2 separate regions of the Dromaius novaehollandiae genome follow, and region 2 is linked to region 1. The links are chromatin contacts, called in public Hi-C maps. All regions are on one chromosome and are shown on one strand. Each heading gives the region's core, a stretch centred on a gene start, on an enhancer-like site or on the middle of the called end of the contact. The rest is flanking DNA. Distances are from core to core; before and after follow the strand shown. Region 1 holds the start of PSEN2 (presenilin 2). Region 2 holds the start of PARP1 (poly(ADP-ribose) polymerase 1).

Region 1 (4,821 bases), core at 1,881-4,380:
CAGAGGTGCGGTCCCACCACCTTTTCCCCCAGTCTCACACCAACACCAGGTACCCATCAGCAATGTAGTTCTTCTGAAGAGACAAAGGGGACTTGTTTCCCTTTGTTTCCACAGAGGCAGGTTTTGGACTCACCACTCTGGGACAGGCGGCCCATCCTTACCTCAGGTCTGCAACATCTGTGGCAGCGCTGCCTTTACCAAAGTGGGAGTCTCATATATGTCTTATGGAGGCAGAAAAGTGGCCCTCCCCTCTGCCACACCACAGGCTCCAGCTGAGAGTTTTTCTAACGCCAGTATTTAGTCATCAGAGTCGCCCTTTGAACTGACACTACTCCGTGCTGGATGCCAGACAGAGCAGTCTCTCCTCCAGGAGGGGAAGGGCCCAGCCTGACCACTGTCCCAGCTACTCCCTCAGCGCTGAGAGCACCCCTCGGGCTGAGCAAAGCAGAGAGAGAAGGCCTCTGCCCTAAGGGTCACTTGCCAAACAGAAAGAAAATGGGGGACCCACAAAGCACCAGGCAACCAAGAAAGAGGTGTCATAAGTCTGCACTGGATGGTGGGTTTTTTTGGTTTTGTTTTTTTTTTTTTTTTTGGTATCACCTTGCTAGTTAAGCTATCTTACGGATCTCATGGAGAGGATTTCTGCCTCCCAAGGACCGTGGGTACCCCGTGATGGAAAGCAAAGGAACCTTTCCTAGATGCAATTATTTTTGTGCATGACACCAGATACGTCAATGCACACAGACAATGCATTTTCCTAGGCTGAGCTTGGAAAGAAGAAGGACACTTCAGGAAAGGCAGGAAGGGCTGCGACAAGAACACTTCCTCTACAGCTCTAGTGTTAGGAGGAGCTTGCGGGGGGGGGGGGGGGGACGGGGAGAATTCATGCTGTACCTGTATTTACAGATGATTACACAGCATGGTCTACTGAATACAGTAAATGAAGAAGATGAACAACACATGCCACACAGTCTTCACACTGATCACAGTAAGCCACAGGAGATTAGGCCCAGTTTTCCTCTCTTCCTCTGCAGATGGATTCAAACTGTCAGGAACCATTCAAAATTGTAAGATTTTTAAGTGCCAAAAGACTAAACTCAAAACCATATGGCAAAAATGAAAGGGCCCCAAAGCCAGGACAGTATTAAGCACTTCTTATAGCTGAACAGTAGAGGTGGGAATACAGTGACTCCTACTTTCCAGCAGTTCTGTGAAGCCTGCAAGAAAGCAGAAGGTACCAATTTCTCTCTTCCCAGATGTCTTTCATGCAAGGGCATCTCCTTCTTCATCTGGGGTAAATCAGCTTCATGGATCTCAGTGAAGCTAGGCCAATTCACTTAACATTAGGATCCAGCCTCGGTCTGCCTTTTAATATCAGGCTACAACATCCTCATGCTGCAAACAGACTCAAATCCCTTGCTTTGCACTTCATCCATAATGAATAATACCCGTATAATGTACAGCGCAGAATAGCTGCTATAGGTTAGCAGAATATTTAATAATTCGTTTGAGAGTTTAAACTCCTGCTTATACATATTGTTCTCTTTGATGGCAGTTGGATGAAGAGAATCAGTTTTCATCTGCTATATTTAGATCAAGAGAGCTTGACACTAACAGCCTAATGTTTTCCTAAGTTTAGGCTCTAACTGTGCTGCTGTTAGTAAATATAAAGAGGAAGAAAAAAAAGTTTCAGAAGTTATAAATAGTAGGGCCAAAATTAGAAGGAAACGAAAGGCAATTTAGCCTTTCAGATTCTTCCTAATAAGCAAGGCCAAAACATGCATGCTGGTAAAACAACGAGCTACTCAGAAAACACATCTGAACAGTCGAAAGAGAGTTTGCAAATGCCATTCAGTTTCAGCTCAAGGGTGCAAAAATAACAAAACATGAGATACTAAAAGGAAGTTGTCAAGATCTGCAGGCCTCTTTCTCCTTTTTTGGAAATACCAGCATGGTTATACTAACATTACTGTCGTCCCACAAGAAAGGCACAGCACACAGCCACAGAAGCATTATCTTGCTGGTGGAGCTGGAGTCAGACCCTCCCGAAGAGCATCAAGCCATGCTTGCGGAAGGATTATTTTGCCGAGTCCAACTGCTGCCAGCGGCCAGCTTCTAGCTGAAGCGTGAAAGCCGCCCATCCCGTCCCGTCCCAGCTGACGTACTTGCGCCAGGAAGGCTTTGAAGTCTGCCTCAAGCCTCGTGTGCAGGAACAGCTAAAAGCATTGGTACTTCTAATATCGCCCTGGGGCACCTGAGCCAGCAAACCCCGAAGATGACAGGGCAGCTCGCATCACAGATGCCCAGGGACACCCGTATTTGGGGTGCACCCCCATCTGCTCTTGGGGCCTGGGGGACACCCAGGGCAGCCAGCCGGGGATGATGCGTCGCCCCCCAGCTCGGGGGGCCCGGCTGCACGTGGATACGCACCGGAGCCTCGCTCGCCTGCCGCAGCGGGTCAGCTTCCTCCTCCGTCCACACACATGACCAGCCCCACGCACGCACCCCACAGCTGCGATGGCACAGGGGGCACGAGGCAGAGAGAAAAGAGGTTTTAGGGAAGGAAAAAAAAAAAGTCAGTGATTTCCCAAGAGAGCGCTGGAAAAGCCCTTGCACCGATGCACGCGTTTTCCCCAAGGGTTGTTTTCAACGCTTAAAAAAATATATCTGCTTGCCATTCAGGATTCGCTAGCAGGTTTCAAATGAAATACTGTCGTGCGGCCTGAGGCAGAAATACACCCCCACTCCTCCCCGAGGAAAAAAAAATACATAAAAATTAATAAATAATATACATGCATGCATATATGTATACACGCACACATATATATATATATATAAAATATATATAATATATATATATTTGCTGCCTCCAGAAGGAGCCAGCAAAGCTCACGTGCCCCCGCTCGGCCCCGAGGACGAGTTTGCCCCGCGTTTCCGTGCTGGGCCGAGCTCCGAGGGGAGGAGGCGGAGGGGCCGCGCACGGCTCCAGCGGCGCCCCCACGCAAACGCCCGCCCCGCCGGGGAGCCCCGAGCCGCCCCCGCCTCACCTGGCCCTGGCGCGGCGCAGCCCGGCGCGGCACGGACCCGACGGCGCTCCCATTGGCTCCGGCGCATTCTATCCCCCCAACGCAGGCCGCGGAGGGGGAAGAGCGCGCCCGCTGATTCGCCGCAGCGGATGTCGCTCCTCCCGAGCGCCTCCGCCCACTCTGCGGGGTTCTCCAATGGAAGCGAAGGGTGGGGATGAGGGCCTGCCAATAGGAAGGCGGCTGAGGGAGGCCTCACCCTGCCCTTCCCCCTCCGGCGTCGGGGTACCTGTGAGGAGCCGCCATGATGCCGCGGGCGGGGGAGACGTGCTGGACGGGGAGTGGTTCGTTCAGGGTCCCTTCTTTCCCGAGTTTGTAGGTTGGAGGGGTGAAAGCAAAATTACAAACATTTTACATTATTTGCTCTAGGGTGTGAGAAGTTTGTATTTTCAGAATGTAAGTTTTGTTGTTAAAAAAGATCCAGTGCAGCAGTCAGAGATGAAACTCAGTCAGTGTGCAGGCAGTTCCCTGGCCGTGTTGCTGCCCATAGCTTTATCAAGCGATAGTGCAGTGAAATTAAGGCATCATAGCAGTTGCTCATCGTTTTTTGGGGGCAGAGACACGATCCAGAGTCGTGCTAATCCCCCTCTGCTGCTGTTGCCTAAGAAAAGCCTCCAGCACAGGCACGTGAGGTATTCGTGGCAGAGCTTCACCTTCCTCTTCACTTCATGCCATCCCTGATCTTTTTACATACAAAAGGCCCAAAAGATAGGCTAGCAATAAAGGAGGCATGAGGTATAATAAGAAAAATGAAGTACTCCATTATTTGTCAACAGGGTAATAGAAGTTTCCTGCAGATTCCAACTTTAATTTGACCGTCACTTTCCCTGAGTTTCCTTCGTAATAAAGGTGACGAGTACACCTTCCTAATGCCCATGGCCCTTATTCAAAGCCGCTTTGCATGCACAAAGAAGTAACACAAAAAATTCTTCAGAGCCCCAGAGAACTGCCTGTCAAAGTATTGTTGGCTGCCCTTTGCCGAGACGGTCAGTCTAGGAAAGCCAAAAATCTGTGTGCTTGGCTGTATTTGTCAGCAGGGCATCACAGCTCTTTGAAATAGGTTTCTCTCAAAGGCTGCTCTATCCTTTTCCTTGTGCTGAGTTGTCAAGTCCCTTTCCACTGGACATTTGAGTCGGCTGGATTTTTTAAATGGGAATTTCTCTGATGAATTGAATCCTTCACACATCGTATGCTCCGTTGCTTGTCAAGTTTGTTTAATGGTAGGGCAAGGAACAATTTTGCTTGTGCTCTGTATTTCCACAACCAATGGGAATTTTAGAGTCCTTTAGTATTACGTGGACCTTATATATCTGGCATAAATTTGGGTTAATAGTAAAAATATTTATTAATTCCAAAAGATTTTATATCTTCAAAGCCAAAGCATTGGCAGGCCGAACTGCACTGGTCTGCCTCGCTGACAGCTCTTTCCGAGCATGCATGTTCTGCCTGCCTCCTTTGTAGTTTTCAGAGGTTAAAATCTGGCTTAACTCAGTGCTCCTTTTCTGTACAAGTGGGTAATATGAACACAAAGACGTGTGTCAGCCCCTCCTTCCTTGAGAGTTAATGCCATACAGCTTTCAGTCAGAATGTCCCTTTATTTTCTGGCTGCATCACATGAGAAACATCTGACCTGAGAGAAAATTAAAGGACTCTTTTATCACCCCCCTCCCCCCCCCCCCCCCGTATTCATACGGGCATCAGAAATATTTCTTGGTTTCTTTTCTTCTTCTTCTTTAAA
Region 2 (4,752 bases), core at 1,491-3,990, 200 kb after region 1:
ATCACCTGGCCAGTATTTGGCTCCCCGATACCTGCTAAACACAAGCTCTCCCCACACCTATGAAGCCCACTTTTCACAGCAAGGTCTGACCTGGACGGAGTGGCTATTTCACTGGAAGGAAGGGGTATTTGGACTAGGGGTGGGAAGCGGCCACGCTGCCAAGCGACAACCTCTGGAGCTGCCTGAGCGGCCAGAAACCCCCCTGCACAAGGCGAGACTGATAAAACTCAACCCCTCAGTGACTGCGCACAGCCCAGTCACAAGGACCTAACGTAAAACCAGTCCCGTCAAGTCAGAGGAACCCGTCTGGCCCAGCAGCCTGTTTCCATCGGTGGCCAAGAGCAGATGCCTAGGGAAGAGCAACACAAACGCAGAGTGATGCCCCCTCGGGAGATTCTCCTGGGATCCAGAGATGTGTAACTCAATTTCCTGAGCCACAGTCGCTGTCCTTCGGTGGGCATCCTTGCTGCTGTGGGTGTGCCCGATGTCTTTTTGCCCACTCACCAAACATTAGCATCCACCACGTCCCACGGCCACGCGTCCCACCAGTACTTCTTGCTTGTCTGAATCTGCCACCTGTGACTACCAGGGGGGAGATGTTGGTGCTTGCAGCCTCCAGCGACGACGCTGCCTGCTCTCTCCCTGCCACCGGTGGGTCCCATTGCCTCTTTCTCAGGCTGAAGAGCCCTGTACGGGAGCCCTGCACACCACCGCTCGTCCTCGCTGCCCTCGTCTCTGCCCTTCCTGCCCTCCCTGAGGGGGGACCTCAGCTGCATGCAGCAACCGGCACATAGCCCCTCGCCACTGGGGCCGGATACTGGATTGGGATTTTGCCTTTTATGCAGAGGCCTTGAAGCCAAATCAGCAGCAGCTTCTGAAAACTGTAGCGACAGCTCCACGCGGTTTTGTATACCAGTAGTACTCGGTAGTACCTTAGACCCTAACGCTTTATGATACTGTCTCCTTGGATGAAGGAATATGCATTATGTTTGCATTTGACTTATCAATAACAAGTCTTGCTTTTCATTGCATGAGCCACGTTACAACTGCGGAAAGCATGTGCTCCCTGCGTGGGAGGTTTCTCTTGCAGGACTAATCGCAGGAGAAGGAAACTGGCTCTGCCATGCCGCGCTGCAGAGACCGGGGGGAGCAGAAGGGGTCATGAGTAGCAGGACAAGCGGCTTTGTTTTACTCCACGTATTTGCTGAGTGATCTGTATTCGCTTCTCATGTTTTTGGAACTGCCGTTGTGGTAGAGGCCAGGAAACAGGCTGGTCTTGGAGGGGGAAACTGCTTAGGAAGATAGGAGAACTCCTTGCTCAGTCATAATTAATTACTGCCCCTTTTCCAGTCGCGGGAGCCTGTGGCCCTCCGCGCAGCTTTCCACGACCAGCTGCCTCCTCGGTGGCACAGAGGGACAGGGCTCAGCCACGACATGGGGTCACCACTTTGCACCTCCTTCAGCTATTGAGCGTGACTAGGGTGCCCAGGAGCCTGCAGCTCTCAGGGAACCGGCGGAGGATAGCTGTTACAGTTATTCCCCCGCTCTGGGAAACGGAGCTGAGGCTTCTGCAGCACTCGGGAAACCTTTTCTCCCCTTTCTCCTTCCCTCCTGCACTACAGGACGTTATGGCACCAAAGCACACTCAGAGCTTTTGGAAAATGGCAGCGCTTGCTCTTCGCCATGGTAGCTGCACTCTGGCATTAATTTCTTGATGAAGTCTGGTAAATGGGACGCTCTCGAATACAGGTCACAGAATCAGCTAAATCCTGTCCTGGCAAGCGAAGTCCCTCCCACATGGGCTTTCGCCTGGAACGTGAAGCCGCCACGTCACGTTTTGGTGCCCCAAACCTTGGGGGTGCTTAGCAGTGCTCAGCGAAGCAGCGCGGGGGGCACAAGCGCTAGGTAAAGCTAACTCAGGCAGTGGAGGCCGCTAACCACAGCTGGGTTTGGGGACGCACGAGGACGGGCACGCTGCAGCTCTCCACGCTTGCACAGTGGCCCAAGGAGCCACAGCGCCCAGCACCTGCGAGTCCTGGCGGGTTCCGGTGGCCCCCAGTGCACTGCGGCAGGAGGCAGCCCGGCTTTGGCCGCCCATACTCCCCAGGGGGGCAGCCCGGGCCCGCCAAGGATGGGGGCTCCCCCCGCCCGGCTGTGCCACTCTGAAGGCACCCCCGAGCCCAGGGGCCCCCACGCACCCCCATGCCACGCACACACACACCTGCACACTATGCACACATGCATGCACACCCACACGCACATGCAGGCACGCACATGCATGCTTACACACATGCACACCCCACAGACACATGCACACTCCCTCACAGGCACACACACACATGCGCACAAACACCCACACATGTACACACACCCCCACAGGCACACACTCACATGCACAAACACATGCACCCCCCACACACTCACATGCACACACACCCACACACAGGTGCACACATGCGCACACATGCACACACACATGCACATGGACATGCGCACACAGACAAGCGCACACACAGGCACACACATGCGCACACATGCGCACACAGACACGCACACACGCACGCCCCCCCCCCCCGCACACGCTCCCCCGCCGCCACGTGACGCGCCTCCCCCTCCGCCCCCCATTGATACGAAGTAGCAAAGCGGAACGTTCCAGGCGCAGCCAGGCGCGCCGAGTCGACGCCCGAGCGGCGGATCTGGCAGGCGGCGGCAGCGGGGAGGGCCGCTCGGCTCTCGGCTAGCGCTCCCGGCGGGCGAGCACGCGCGCGCGCGGGGGGCGGCGGCAGGCGGTCGGGCGGTCGGTGGCGCGGCGGGTGCCGGGGGCCGTGTGGGCGGCGGCGGCGGCGATGGCGGAGCCGGCGGAGAAGCTGTACCGGGCGGAGTACGCCAAGAGCGGCCGCGCCTCCTGCAAGAAGTGCGGCGAGAGCATCGCCAAGGACTCGCTGCGCCTCGCCCTCATGGTGCAGGTACCGCGGCCCGCCCCCGCCCCCCGCGCGCCGCCTTTGTGCGCGGAGCCCCTGGGCCCTGCCGCGCTCCCGCGCCGGTGGCGCAGAGGAAATTCCGGCGGCGCCGGACACGCGGCCGCGGGCTGCTGCCGCCCTTTTGTCCGGGGCCTTCGCCCGGGGGCTGCGGGCCGCGCCGGGGGGCTGGTGCTGCGGGACCAGCTCTGCCCCGGACCCGCTCCCAGCCGGGGCGCGGCTGCTCCGGTACCGCCCCGAGCCGAGCGGGCGGACCTGCCTCTGCTTCTGTCGAAGTTTCTTTGGGAAGCCGCGGTCTGCTGGGGAAACGCTGTTTGCTGCGGGAGTCACCAGGCCGCGGCCTCGCGGGGCGCGATGCTGCCCGGCGCACCGAGACCAGCTCCGCAGGGCCGCTGCGCCGCCCGGGTCCCTGTGTTATAATAATAATGATAATACAGCGTTGCGTGTTATTAATACGGCCGTTGTTTGCGTGCGTCTCTTGGCGCCAAACCGTTTAACGGTTATTTTGTCCGACTGGTCACCGGAACGGTGCCAGGTTGGTGCTTTGTGTGTCTGAGTCACGACCGAGCAGAGCGCTTCCCCGGGAGGCAGGTACGAGGCAGGTGTGGGCAGGTCGCCCCGGGTTCGCTGCTGCTGGAAGGATTTAGGTTGCGGTCCCGTCCTGGTGCAGAGCTTCGCCGGACTCTAATTTTCTCTTACATTTTGCCTCTGCCTCCTGTAGCTCCCTAGGCAGAAGGTTGTAGCGGATGAGCCAAGTGCTGTTTTAAGGAGGATTCATCCAGTGTCTTTGTTTCGATTGCTCATCCCTGCCCATGGCCTGATTCTCACTGAGAAGAAACCTCTCCTTGTCTGCTCAGGGCTGCTATAGCCATGCCGAGGCTACGAGCTTCTTGTTTCGAGCAGTATGGAAGGGCTAAGCAATGGGGTGACAAACTGCTTAACCTGGGTAAACTCTTTTTCTGTGTGTCTTCCCTTTGGACTTCTCCCTAGGTAACTTGTCTGTCACATTGGGTTTTCTTCCTAGACTTCATCCTAAATTGCAGATCTTTTAATTTGGAAAAAAAAAATTACTTGTGTTTACCCAGATACTTCCATTTTATCTTGTTTTTTTTCCGCTCGTGATTCTGATTTACTTCATCTTGGCCTAATTTTGCTTTCTTCCTAGTCGCCCATGTTTGATGGCAAAGTCCCTCACTGGCATCACTACAGCTGCTTCTGGAAGAGGGCTCGAATTGTGTCCCATGCGGACATCGATGGCTTCCCTGAGCTCCGATGGGAAGATCAGGAGAAAATCAAGAAAGCCATTGAAACTGGAGGACCTGGAGGAGGTAAAGAGAGGTGTCCTGATGTTCAAAGGTTCACCAGGAAGCATGCTTGCTGTTGTCAAGCCATTGACAGATTGCGGTTATTTGATTACTGTGTCCCTTCAGGAAGTGACAGGGGCAGGATTGCCATGGTGGCGGCACACTGCAGATGAGGAAGCTGGCAGTGTGGTCTAGCCTCTGAAACCAGCAAGGAAGAAGCAAGGCGGTTGGCAGATGCATTAACAGACATTCTTGTTTTCGTGACTGGTGTATTTTGGTTTCGGTTCCTTAATGTTAACAAATGCTCATATAGTATGTTATTTTAATGATACCTTTGCTGTAGCACATGGGTATGGTGGCTCTTTGAAATTGTTGCACAGTGAGCTAATGAGTCAGGGAAACGAGTGGGAAGGATCTGGGTACAGAACAGACTAAATCCACCTAATCTCTATGTAAACTGAGGATACTGG

The links. Hi-C and Micro-C count contacts between places; a contact is called where the count stands out from the background.
Region 2: a Hi-C map of brain shows a contact between it and region 1, with 8 times the contacts expected there. The contact joins the promoter of PARP1 here to the promoter of PSEN2 in region 1. A contact is called at or near these places in 3 of 4 Hi-C or Micro-C datasets (brain, liver and ovary).

Annotation. Positions count from the first base shown.
Region 1 is chr3:118,581,728-118,586,548 of bDroNov1.hap1, forward strand. PSEN2 (presenilin 2) reads right to left here and starts at 3,131. Exons shown (of 13, transcript XM_064509933.1): 1 at 3,048-3,131; 2 at 2,431-2,512.
Region 2 is chr3:118,778,237-118,782,988 of bDroNov1.hap1, forward strand. It overlaps PARP1 (poly(ADP-ribose) polymerase 1), which reads left to right and starts at 2,741. Exons shown (of 23, transcript XM_026094629.2): 1 at 2,741-2,966; 2 at 4,144-4,306. The coding sequence starts at 2,847. It overlaps LOC112980012 (a long non-coding RNA gene), which reads left to right. Exons shown (of 5, transcript XR_003258327.2): 5 at 1-240.